Linked DNA regions of Gossypium hirsutum: region 2 is linked to region 1. The links are chromatin contacts, called in public Hi-C maps. All regions are on one chromosome and are shown on one strand. Each heading gives the region's core, a stretch centred on a gene start, on an enhancer-like site or on the middle of the called end of the contact. The rest is flanking DNA. Distances are from core to core; before and after follow the strand shown. Region 1 has its middle 13 kb from the start of LOC121224527. Region 2 holds the start of LOC107945360 (BTB/POZ domain-containing protein SR1IP1).

What was found. A called contact is a pair of places that touch in the nucleus more often than the background predicts.
Region 2: a contact with region 1 is called in a Hi-C map of leaf, with 2.4 times the contacts expected there. The contact joins the promoter of LOC107945360 here to the enhancer-like site in region 1. A contact is called at or near these places in 3 of 34 Hi-C or Micro-C datasets (callus and leaf).

What each region holds. Positions count from the first base shown.
Region 1 is chrD12:29,362,528-29,368,077 of Gossypium_hirsutum_v2.1, reverse strand. No RefSeq gene overlaps it. Among protein-coding and RNA genes, the nearest start is that of LOC121224527, 13 kb to the left of the region's middle. Within about 2 kb of position 3,232, at least 9 of the 9 cell types and tissues checked have an H3K27ac peak or open chromatin away from gene starts, as enhancers often do. A contact at or near this core is called in leaf, where this site is marked.
Region 2 is chrD12:29,528,364-29,533,913 of Gossypium_hirsutum_v2.1, reverse strand. It overlaps LOC107945360 (BTB/POZ domain-containing protein SR1IP1), which reads left to right and starts at 3,054. Exons shown (of 5, transcript XM_016879333.2): 1 at 3,054-3,653; 2 at 3,751-3,820; 3 at 4,025-4,639; 4 at 4,725-5,264; 5 at 5,464-5,550. The coding sequence starts at 3,556.

The DNA of each region.
Region 1 (5,550 bases), core at 1,983-4,482:
AATATCAATTCTTTATGTGTCCAATACACTCATTGTATTGGTAATAATGGATGATACAATACATCATACTTTATAAAGTTATTGGCGACATCTAAAACATGAGAATGTAATTGAATTTTATTGTTATATTGAAACGGATCAACAAAAATTATTGTATATGTTGATGATTTACTATTGATAAATAATATTGAATGTCTCAATATTGAGTTATAAAATAATGTTCAAATAAGGGGAGCAAAATATGCATTGTTGTAACACCCCTCACCTGATGCAAAGAATAATCAAAAATTCAATTAGGCACTCCCTATTGCTACATTTGAAAAGTTAATTTTCAACACTGGATTACGTTATTTCAAAGATCTTAAGTGATTCTTACATGAGGGGGAGTAAATTCGCACTACATATTTCTTTTAAGGTTGTGACATACTATGTATTAAAATATTATGTACTATTTTTTCCTTTACTAGGTTTTTGTCCCACAGGATTTTTCCTAATAAGATATTTAATGAGACATATCATTTATACAATGAACATCCAATGGGGGAGTGTTATGAATGTTATTAAGTGGATGCTCATTATAATCAACCTTTCACTTTTCAACTTCCTTAACTCTTCACATTTCATCTCATTGTAACTCATTTCCTATTTATGTATTAAAAAATGAGGAGTCTAATCTCCCTATATATATATAAGAGTATACTACTTATGGAAAAGGATAGAAAAACAATAGAAATCTCTCTTTATTCTCAACTATTATTCTTGTATTCTTTATCTTATTATTATTTCATAACAAATAGATATTTTTTTACCATATTTTTTTATTTATATTTATGTGGTAGTTAAGGTAATAAAACATTGGTTACCATATTTGTTGATGTGCTAATTTTAAGGTAATAAAATATCATAGAGTATTCTTTACTTTATTTGCGAAAATAACTGAACAACATTAGTTATAATAGTTAACATCCTTCCATCGGTGAATTGTTATGTAGTCTGTAAACATCTTTGAGGAATTAAAACACAACAGAAAATTAAGTTTTTCCTGTTGAGAATTCAAAATATCAGATTTCGAATTTTTAGAATTTGGTTTGAAGAGTTTTTAAAAAAAAAGAATCTCTTAGAATTATTTTTTAATAAAAAAATAGTTTTTATTTTTTAATAGGTTGAATAATAAAAATTTGGAAAAAAGCATTTTTTTTAAAGAATCAAGTTCATTTAAGACTCGCGCATTAACCCACGAGGTATCGAGTTTGATTTATTCCCGACCCTTTTTTTTCAAATTTTATTTTTAATTTAAAAAATATTTTTAATATTAAATTTTTAAAATTTTAAAATATTTTTAGATTTTTCTAATATTAGATTGAATCTCAACTACTTTATCTAATTCTTATCATTTATATAATAATTTAAATTCAAATTCAAATTCCTAAACGGATCCTAATAGAATTTTCTGGACATATAACAACTTCCTTAATTTTTTTGACACACAACTTTTTTTAATTATATAATAAGAAAGCATGTTTATATTAATTATAGTATGAGAAAACATTTTAACATTAATTATGTTATCGGAAAAGTATATTTAGATTAAGGAATAGTACTTGATGCATCATCAATGCATAAGTTTCATACATCATCAATGAAGTACTTTAAATTACTTCGTTAATGAGTAAAATAATAAAGTATTTAAGGACTTATATATAAATAAATACTAATAAATTTATTTAATTATAATTAAAATTAATTAACATTTTTATTTTCTCAACCCCTTCCCTACATATTGAGACATAGCAAATTTTCTCTAAATTGGGTTGAGATTTTTTTTTTCACATCTCCCTCTTTCACGTATATAAATTGAGTTTTCGGGTTTTTTTTTTCTAATCTCAAATCGGTAGTGAATAAATTTTTCATCTATGAAATTCAGTTTTCTACTTTTCACGGGTGTTCTTGCCAACAAAGTATTTTTATTACAATAGTCTTAAATCTGTAAGGTTATCCTCTAGCATACTTAATGGAGCAAAAATATGGCTAAAATATTTCTAAATTTAATAAAAACAATCCCAAAACTCAGTTTATATATGTACGAGAGCGAGATGAGAAAAAAATCTCAAAAATAATTCTAATTATTTGGTGATCGAAAATTAATCAAATAATTTTAAATTGAGAAAAAAAATCCCTAAACCTAATTTAGAAAATTTTTGTATGTCAATACATAGGGGAGAAGTTGAGAAATAATTAAAATTTTTAAATATAATTAAATAAACTTATCAATATTTATTTATAAGTCTTCAATTACTCTATTATTTTACTCATTTATGAGCTGGTTTAATCTTGTTCATTAACAGCGAATGAGACTAATACATCAACTATGTATTAAACATTATATGTTATATCAATTATAGTATGAAGAAGTATGTTTAAATTATTTACATAATTAGAGGAAAAAGAATAGAAGAAAAACAACAAATTCCATCAATAAAAGCATTCATGTAAGTATATAACTTCGGTTAAAATTCTAAACACATTTTTTTTGGTGATTAGAGCAAGATAAACAACTAGTTACATGGGTGCATTCTGAAATAAAACACTTTTAGTTCTATCTGCATCTAGGATTACTTGAATCTCCCTAATAAGAAAATGAAGTATCTACAAGTCTTCCTTTCTTTCGAAAGTCAATTTGGCTAAAGCATCCGCAGCATGGTTGTGTTCCCTAGGTATATGTCTTAAAAGTCACTGATCTTCATGAGACAAAAGGCATTGGATCCTCCTGATTAAAGCAAAATTTGAAATAATTGATGCACTATCTTGAACTACTCTAACTGCCTCCAAATTATCAGATTGGATTATCACCCTACAATGTTTTCTTCATTGCATGAGATTGAGGCCATCCAAAATACTCCATAATTCAGCGTCGAAAACTGAGCATTTTCCCAAATATCGGATACATCTAAAAATCCAATCCCTATTTTCATCCTGCACCACACCCCTAGCATTAGCAAGACCAGAACCCATCAAAACAACACCATCAGTATTTAGGCCAGAATCCATCAAAACGTCCAATATAAAATGGGTGGTAACGCCTTTATGAAGGCTAGTATGCATGAGTACTCCACTAACAGAAACAATCGCATCTCCGACAGAATTAACAGAAGAGACATCGGGACTAATAGCAGCCTTGGCCGAAACTGATTGAAGTTGGGAGTCAGTGTCCTGGGCCACTGGATTAGGCCCTATATCATTACACTTGGTGTTTGGGTTTGTTACAATAGCAGCGGCTTGTACCAAAGGCCCCTGTCCAAGAACGGTTGCTGGCAAATAATTTTTAGATGGGTCCGTCGCTGGTTTTCCAATCCAAATTGCCTTTGAAATATCTCCCTCAACTCTTGAAACTTTATTTGATCCATTAGGCCTGTATTGGCCTGGCTTGCTAAAGGTTCCACGACTTACCTGATGAAAGCCTCCACTGAGGAAGACATTTCTTTATAACCGAATCTTCTTGAGCTAAGTTTTCCAAAATTTTCTTTCCCTTATTTTTGGATATCGTCGACCTTTCCTTTTCCAAAGCAGTATCATCATCTTCCTCTTCAATCTGGGTCAATGCCTTAAATCGGGATCCCGAGAAACCCCCTCCAGGGGTATTCTTTCTAAGTTTACGAGATTCTCTTGGTTGTCTCCTGATTTTTCACTCCATTATCATCCAAGGTCCAAATGGCCCTTCATCCACCACAGTACCAGCATCCGCCATAGCCATATCTGCCGTTAAATCTTTTCCGACCGGAGTAGTCACAACCTCTTTCGCCTATGTACAAGTTTCCTTAAAATGACCGTACCGCCCACAAGAGAAACAAACCACCGGTAACGATTCATATTCGATGCGTTGAATATTTCCATTAATTAGGACCTGTGAAAGCAAAGGTTTTCCCAGATTAACGTAAACAGCCATACGAGCATATTTTCCTCTCGCTTTGCTATCCGTATTGAAATCCAATTTTGCAATCTTGCCAACCATTCCACTAATTTCCCACAGTATTCTCTTTTTGTACAAATGTCCTGGAAGACCCGGGGATTTGATCAAGGTCATTACCACATTCGGGTAAGGTTGTGCGAGATTAAACTCTGTTGTCTAGGGTTGTACAGTCAGATATTGACCGTAAATGATCCATGGTCCTTGGGTTAAAACCGTCTCATAATCCTCTGAATTCTTGAATTTCATCAGGAAATATCCGTTCTCAATATCCATCAATTGGGATGACATGGAAGGCTTCCGAAATCCATTAATCTGATTTTGGAGTGCTGCAAATCTAATGTTTTGCCCCAACAACTTAAGCACCACTCAGGTAGACATTTCTTTGATTAAAAGTTGATTAACCCGATCCAAAAACTCAATCGATGGAACTCCGTTAACAGATGACCTTTTGATATCTCCATCAAGAAAAAGCAAAATCATCATCCGTTTCAAGACTAACCACTTTACTCCCCCTTTTTGATCATGCAATCTTTTACCGAAAAGCTTCTCTTTCTAGGATAACGACGATAAAGGATTCGAATCAACAACCATCTCTGGATCCGACCTTGAATCTGTCTCTTTAAACCGCACCTTTTTAGTATTCCGATCACCAACAGAACAGGAACCATCCCCATTGTCACCACAGAGAGAATTCGACATCTTCTATTTCAATTCTAAACACAAATTTCTGTTTAAAATACATAAAACTAGTTAATTTAGGAATAATATATAATTTAGCCCCTGAACTTATCTATTTGTATCTAGTTGGTTCCTAACTTTTTGGATCTAATTAGTCGTTGAACTTGTATTCCGTCAATCAAGTTGGTTCCTCCACACTAACACCGTTAGTTTGTGATGATGCCATGATATTTCTAACCAATTTAGAGGACGACATATGGGAAACATAATTTATATATTTATATATATTTTTAGTTTATGTTTTCCATATGGTGCACTAAGAGGCTACCACGTGAGATCACCAGATTAGCTAGTTGTATCACGTTAGCACAACTAATAATGTTAGTACAAAAATATTAATATAGTTGATGAAATACAAGTTTAAGGACCAATTAGATAAAAAATATTTAGGGACCAACTACATAAAATGAACAAGTTCAAGAATCAAATTATATATTAACCCTTTAATTTATTATAAAATTAAACAGCGCTAAATATTTATTTTAATAATAAATATTCCAGCACACCAATCTCGGTTTAGCTGAATTCAAAACAAGCAGTAAACCCCAACGATATTCGGTTTTGATAGACATAGATAGGTTGAGACTTGAGAATTTTTCTCTGATGGATGGACCGCTTACGCTTGATTCAACTCTAGGGTTTTTGACTGGATGTTGTTCTAGTGCAAAATAACAGTGATTGAAGGGTAATCTATGAAGTGATAAAATGCTACACCTATGGCTAAAGCTAGTTTACAGATGATGACAGAGTTTAGCCATTCGTAGGGAATGATCCTGTACCTGATGGAACGTAATATCGAATCAAGTGAATGTGAGTGGTGTCTAACTCTGATTGGCCTCAACATA
Region 2 (5,550 bases), core at 1,805-4,304, 170 kb before region 1:
AATTTGTTTTTAAGGTGAGCCAATCACACCCCAATAAAGGATCAGTGGAGACTCCAATTTTCATTTTTAAAGTCGACAACTATTTTTTGTTTTCAAAAAAATGGTTTCGACATTGTGGGTCAATTTTCTTTTTTGTCACTTAACTAAAAACAATTCCAATTTGGTCACTATTGTTTCGAAGTTTTTTTTTTGTCACCTGATTGTAAAAATGGCACTTTTTAGTTGGAGTAATAAAAAATTTAATCCTCCATTTTTATACTTTTGGCCAATTTGACTGATTAGATATAAAATGATAAAAATTGATTTAAAATATTAAAAAATTCTAAAAATTTATGCAAAAGTATATAAAGTTGGAGAAAATGAGGGGAAATTGTTTTTAAACTCTACAAATTTTCTTTCTGTAATATCTATATAAAAATATCTAATACCCATTCCTTAAAACATTAAGCAAAATTATTGATTCTTTGTTTTTTACATCTTTTGTTTCTTTACATAGTCTTTTCATATAAGAAAAGAAAAATTCATGATATAATTCATTTTTACAAATTGGGTTTTGAAAAATAAACTAAATGAAATTAATCGATTTGAGTTTGAAAAAAAAAATTTTGTGATACATTATATTTTTTTGGGTAAGAGAATGTCATTAGAGTCAATTTCCTGTGCCTTTGTAATTTCAATTCTGGATGTTCTTCAAGGGCATGGAACTCATTTTGAAGATATTGCTAATTTGATTTCGAGAAAAACTAAGGAAATATGTAATGATCTAACTTTTTTTGTTTTGTTTTTAATTTGTTTTTGAATTCTATAGAATGATTTTTTTTTATTTCCCATACATATTAATCTTTAAAAACAACTTATTTGAGATTTTATTTTTCTAAGATTTTTATATAGAATTTTTTATTTTTAAAATAAATTTGAGTTTTTTATAATGTTATATAGAATCATGGTCTAATTGATAGAAAATATAAAAGTTAAGGACTAAAATTATTATTATACCAAGTTAAAAAGTGTCACTTAACAATCGAGTGACAAAAAAAATCAAAAATGTTAGTGGTCAAATTATAACTTTTTAATTAAATGACTAAAATGAGAACTTAACTATAGTTTAATGACTAATAATATAGTTTACCCTAAATTTAAATACTATATATATAAAGTTATTCAAATTACCCTATATAAAAAATTGAAGGCTCAATTACTTTTGAATTTTAAGAAAATTTAATAATAAAGGTGAAAATACCAACATCAGGCACATGCTACCACTGTTCTACTTTTCAAGTTTTTCATTTTTTATATTTTTTAATTTAAAAACTAATTTTATGTTTCATTTTTGAATTTCAAATGGCTTTATAGCATTTTTCATATTTTTAATGGTTTTTTTGAAAATAAGAAAAAAATTAATTTTTTAGAATTTTATGTATTTGTTTTTTTAAATTTATTTTTGAATAAAATAGTGTCATGTCAACAATAAAATATATATGGACTACCATGCAAGATGTGACATTGGTATCTAAAATTTCAATATATATATATTAACATTCAAGGAGTAGATAACTTTTTTTTTTTAACTAGAAAAGAATTTCCTTTTTTTTTTGGAAAATTTTTACAATTTCAACTTTTTAGGATCTTTATTGAAAATATGAAATTTTTTTTTTGAATTCTTTATATGCATTTTTGAAGAGTGAGGATCAAATTTTTGAAGAGTAAGGATCAAATTAACAAAAATCTTAAATGTTAGAGTTTAAAATTACTTTATTTTAGGTTTAAATCACAAAATGTTATCTAAATTATACCTATTTTCTCAAGTTGGTACCTAAATTAATTTTGGTTACAAGTGATACTAAACTATACTATGTTACCAAAAAAAAAATTAAATAGCAACTTGAGAAAAAAAAGTATAATTTAAGTACCATTTTATGATTTAAGCATTTTTTGTATAATGTCACATTAGCCTGATTAATTACAAATTTGAATATTGTTCTGAATTGAGTTAAAATTATTAAAATGTCTAGAACTATTCAAAATATTTCTATGACTATAACCCTTAAATAAAAAGATAAATATGATTCAACGTACATTTTCTTACAAAGATAATAGTGTCGATGTGAACAAGGTGAATACAGCTTAGTGTGTTATAAGGAGAAAAAAAATAAATTTCAAGAATTGAGCTACATATTTCATGAAATAGCCGGGAATTATTAAAAGAAGGCATTTAATAACTCAAGCTTTTGCATTTCATGGTTAAATTACCCTCTTTTTAATGTGTAAAAGTTTCCAGTAGCTATGGTGCCCATTAGCATTAGTCCTTTTAACTTGAATGCACCAAGAGTCAAAATTTGATAGAATAACATAATAATTGAGAAAATGGGACAATTGCCTGCAACTAAATACAAAAATCCTTTTAATGTTGGTATAACCAGGAAATCCAAAGGATGGGGCCCGGAATAGCTGTGAAATAATCCCACTACTTCATACCAAATCCTACCGTGGATTGGCGATCAAATCAACTATCAACGTTATGAAAGGGACCTTTAATTTAAATTGCGTAAAACAGATGATCATGCTTTTCATTAGTTTTTAAGGAGAATTTCTACCCAACCTTAATAGAAACCCAGTTATCTGCTGCCTTCAAAATGTAGGGACAAACTGATCTCTTCTATCACTTTTCAGAATAGAAACCCATCGACATGTGTCATCTCAACCTCACCCATGTATGGATACGAGAGATGCAATTTTAGTTTAGGCCTGTTAATGTGGAAAACTTTTTCTAACATTTTCCTTCCATTTTCCTACTGTTGCCGATTGGAGACTAGTTAAAGTGGTGAACAAGTAGTCGCTCACATCACCAATTACACAAGGGCTAGACTTGGAATGTTAATATGATGACTACAAAAGTAGTCAAAAATGTTTTCTCCATTATTACACTGTAAAACAATATAAGAGTAACATATTTAAAAATAGTTAGAAGATTAAATCTTTTAAATATCCTGTAATAACTAAAACATAAACTTTTATCAGAGAGAGATGGGAACATTTGTGGATGGGAATATTTCCCACTCACAAGCTTTCGACCTTTAGCCGCCAAGGAAGGAAGTTGAAGCCATCTCATCTCTACAACCCACACCACACGCTGTTAATCTTCATCTATCTTCTTATACACTCACCTCATTTCATTCCACTATTACCAAAATTGCCACTCATTTAAAACCTTGTCCACCGTACATCCTGCCCTCTAGTTTCCTTGTGAGGCCTAGTTTTGGGAATTCCCCATTTCTGATGGCTTTTTTTAAGGCTGAAGTTAGATAATGCAGTTTCATTAGAGATTTAGAGAGATGATAGCTCCTGCTTCTGCTTCTCATTTAAACATTCAAGGCAAAAGAAAAAGAGACAAAACATTGAAGGAAATGACATGTTTCTGTTGCTTCCTTACAACCTTGTAAAGTTATAAGCATCGTGTCAGAATTTCTCTCTGCCAATTGCCAAGGTTCTCATTATCTATGGTTTGATGGAGATAGAGATAAGATAGATCATGGTAAAATTAGTTGAGTGCGTTACATGGTGGATTTTGTTAAGGAGGAGATTGCACCTACTAGTCTTAACATGTCATCTAAAAAGGAGCTTCTTTCCACAGCCATGAAGAGAACCAGCGAGTGGTATCAGTATTATCCCCTTTTCTTTCAGTAACAGGGATCAGTTTTGATGAAGTGGCTGCTGAAGTTGATAACCTGATCTCTTTGTTGTTTTTCCCAGGATTTTCTCTCAGGAGATTCCCAGTGATGTCACTGTCCAAGTTGGAGGAGTTTCTTTCTCACTGCATAAGGTAGAAATCAAACACTTTAATTCATGAATTTCCATTTATCAAGAATGACAAGCAGCCGTAGTGTTGGAACCATGGTCGCTTAATTGGATACAGTTGATGTTCGTATTTATTTAGTACCATTTATAGACAAGTTCGCATCTATATTTTGTTTTATTTATGGCAGAACCGTGCACTTTTTGAACTTATTTCCTACTTGAATTGCAGTTTCCATTAATATCTAAGTCTGGATACGTAAGGAAAGTTGTATCAGAATCCAATGATGCTGATCATTCAATCATAGAAATCCCCAATGTTCCAGGTGGAGCAGATTCATTTGAACTAGCAGCTAAATTCTGTTATGGGATAAATTTCGAGATAAGCACCGAAAACATTGCCATGCTAAGATGTGCGGCCGAGTATCTCGAGATGACTGAGGACTATGCAGTCGGAAATCTTGTGGGAAGAACTGAAGCCTACTTGAATGAAGTGGCACTTAAGAGTCTAGCAGGAGCAGTTTCTGTGTTACATATGTCTGAAAGCCTCCTCCCTATTGCAGAGGAAGTTAAATTAGTGAGCCGGTGCATTGACGCAATCGCGTATTTAGCTTGCAAAGAGAGCCAGTTTTATATGTCTAGCAGGTCTGATAGTGGCAATGATAGTACCATTTCTTTGACAACCACTAACTCGAGACCAATTGTCGATTGGTGGGCTGAAGATTTAGCTGTTCTTCGAATCGACATCTTCCAACGGGTTCTGATTGCAATGGTAGCAAGAGGGTTTAAACAATATGATCTTGGTCCAGTGCTTATGCTTTATGCACAAAAGGCTCTTAGAGGTTTGGTGAGACACCCATACCAACATGATGGACTTCTTTACTAGATACATGTTTGATGTCTAAAGTGCAGACTCCTTTTTTTTCATGCAGGAAGTATTTGGAAAGGGGAGGAAGAAAATTGAGCCACGACAAGAACACGAGAAAAGGGTCGTGTTGGAAACCATAGTGAGTCTTCTGCCTAGGGAGAAAAATGCAATGTCTGTAAGCTTTCTATCCGTGTTGCTTCGTGCAGCGATATACCTTGAAACAACTGTTGCTTGTCGACTTGATTTGGAGAGAAGGATGGCCTTGCAATTAGGACAGGCTGTTTTGGATGATCTCTTGATTCCTGCATATTCTGTTACCGGGGATACATTATTTGATGTGGACACCATGCAGCGGATCTTGACGAACTACGTTGAATATGAAACTGAAGGCCACCATTTTGGATACAAAGAAGATGATGAGTACATTTCTCCCCCACCAAGTGACATGGAAAGGGTGGGAAAGCTAATGGAGACCTACCTAGTTGAAATATCATCTGACCGTAATCTACCTATCTCGAAATTCATCGGTCTTGCTGAACTCATTCCGGAACAATCCAGGGTAACAGAGGATGGGATGTATAGAGCCATAGATATCTACCTCAAGGTACATAAATCTCCATCTTAAGAATCTGCTGCAACTTTATTCCAAGACTTCGTACACATTGCAGTAATGGTGATCTTGAAGCATTTGCATACAAGATAATATTACTACTATCGAGATTCACAACTTTTCAATATAATTGTTATGATCTTTTTGATCCACCATACATATATTCCTTCACTGATTTGATTACAATCAATAGGCCCACCCCACTATTACTGACATGGAGAGGAAGAAAGTTTGCAGTTTAATGGATTGCCAGAAACTCTCGAGGGAGGCCTGCGCGCAT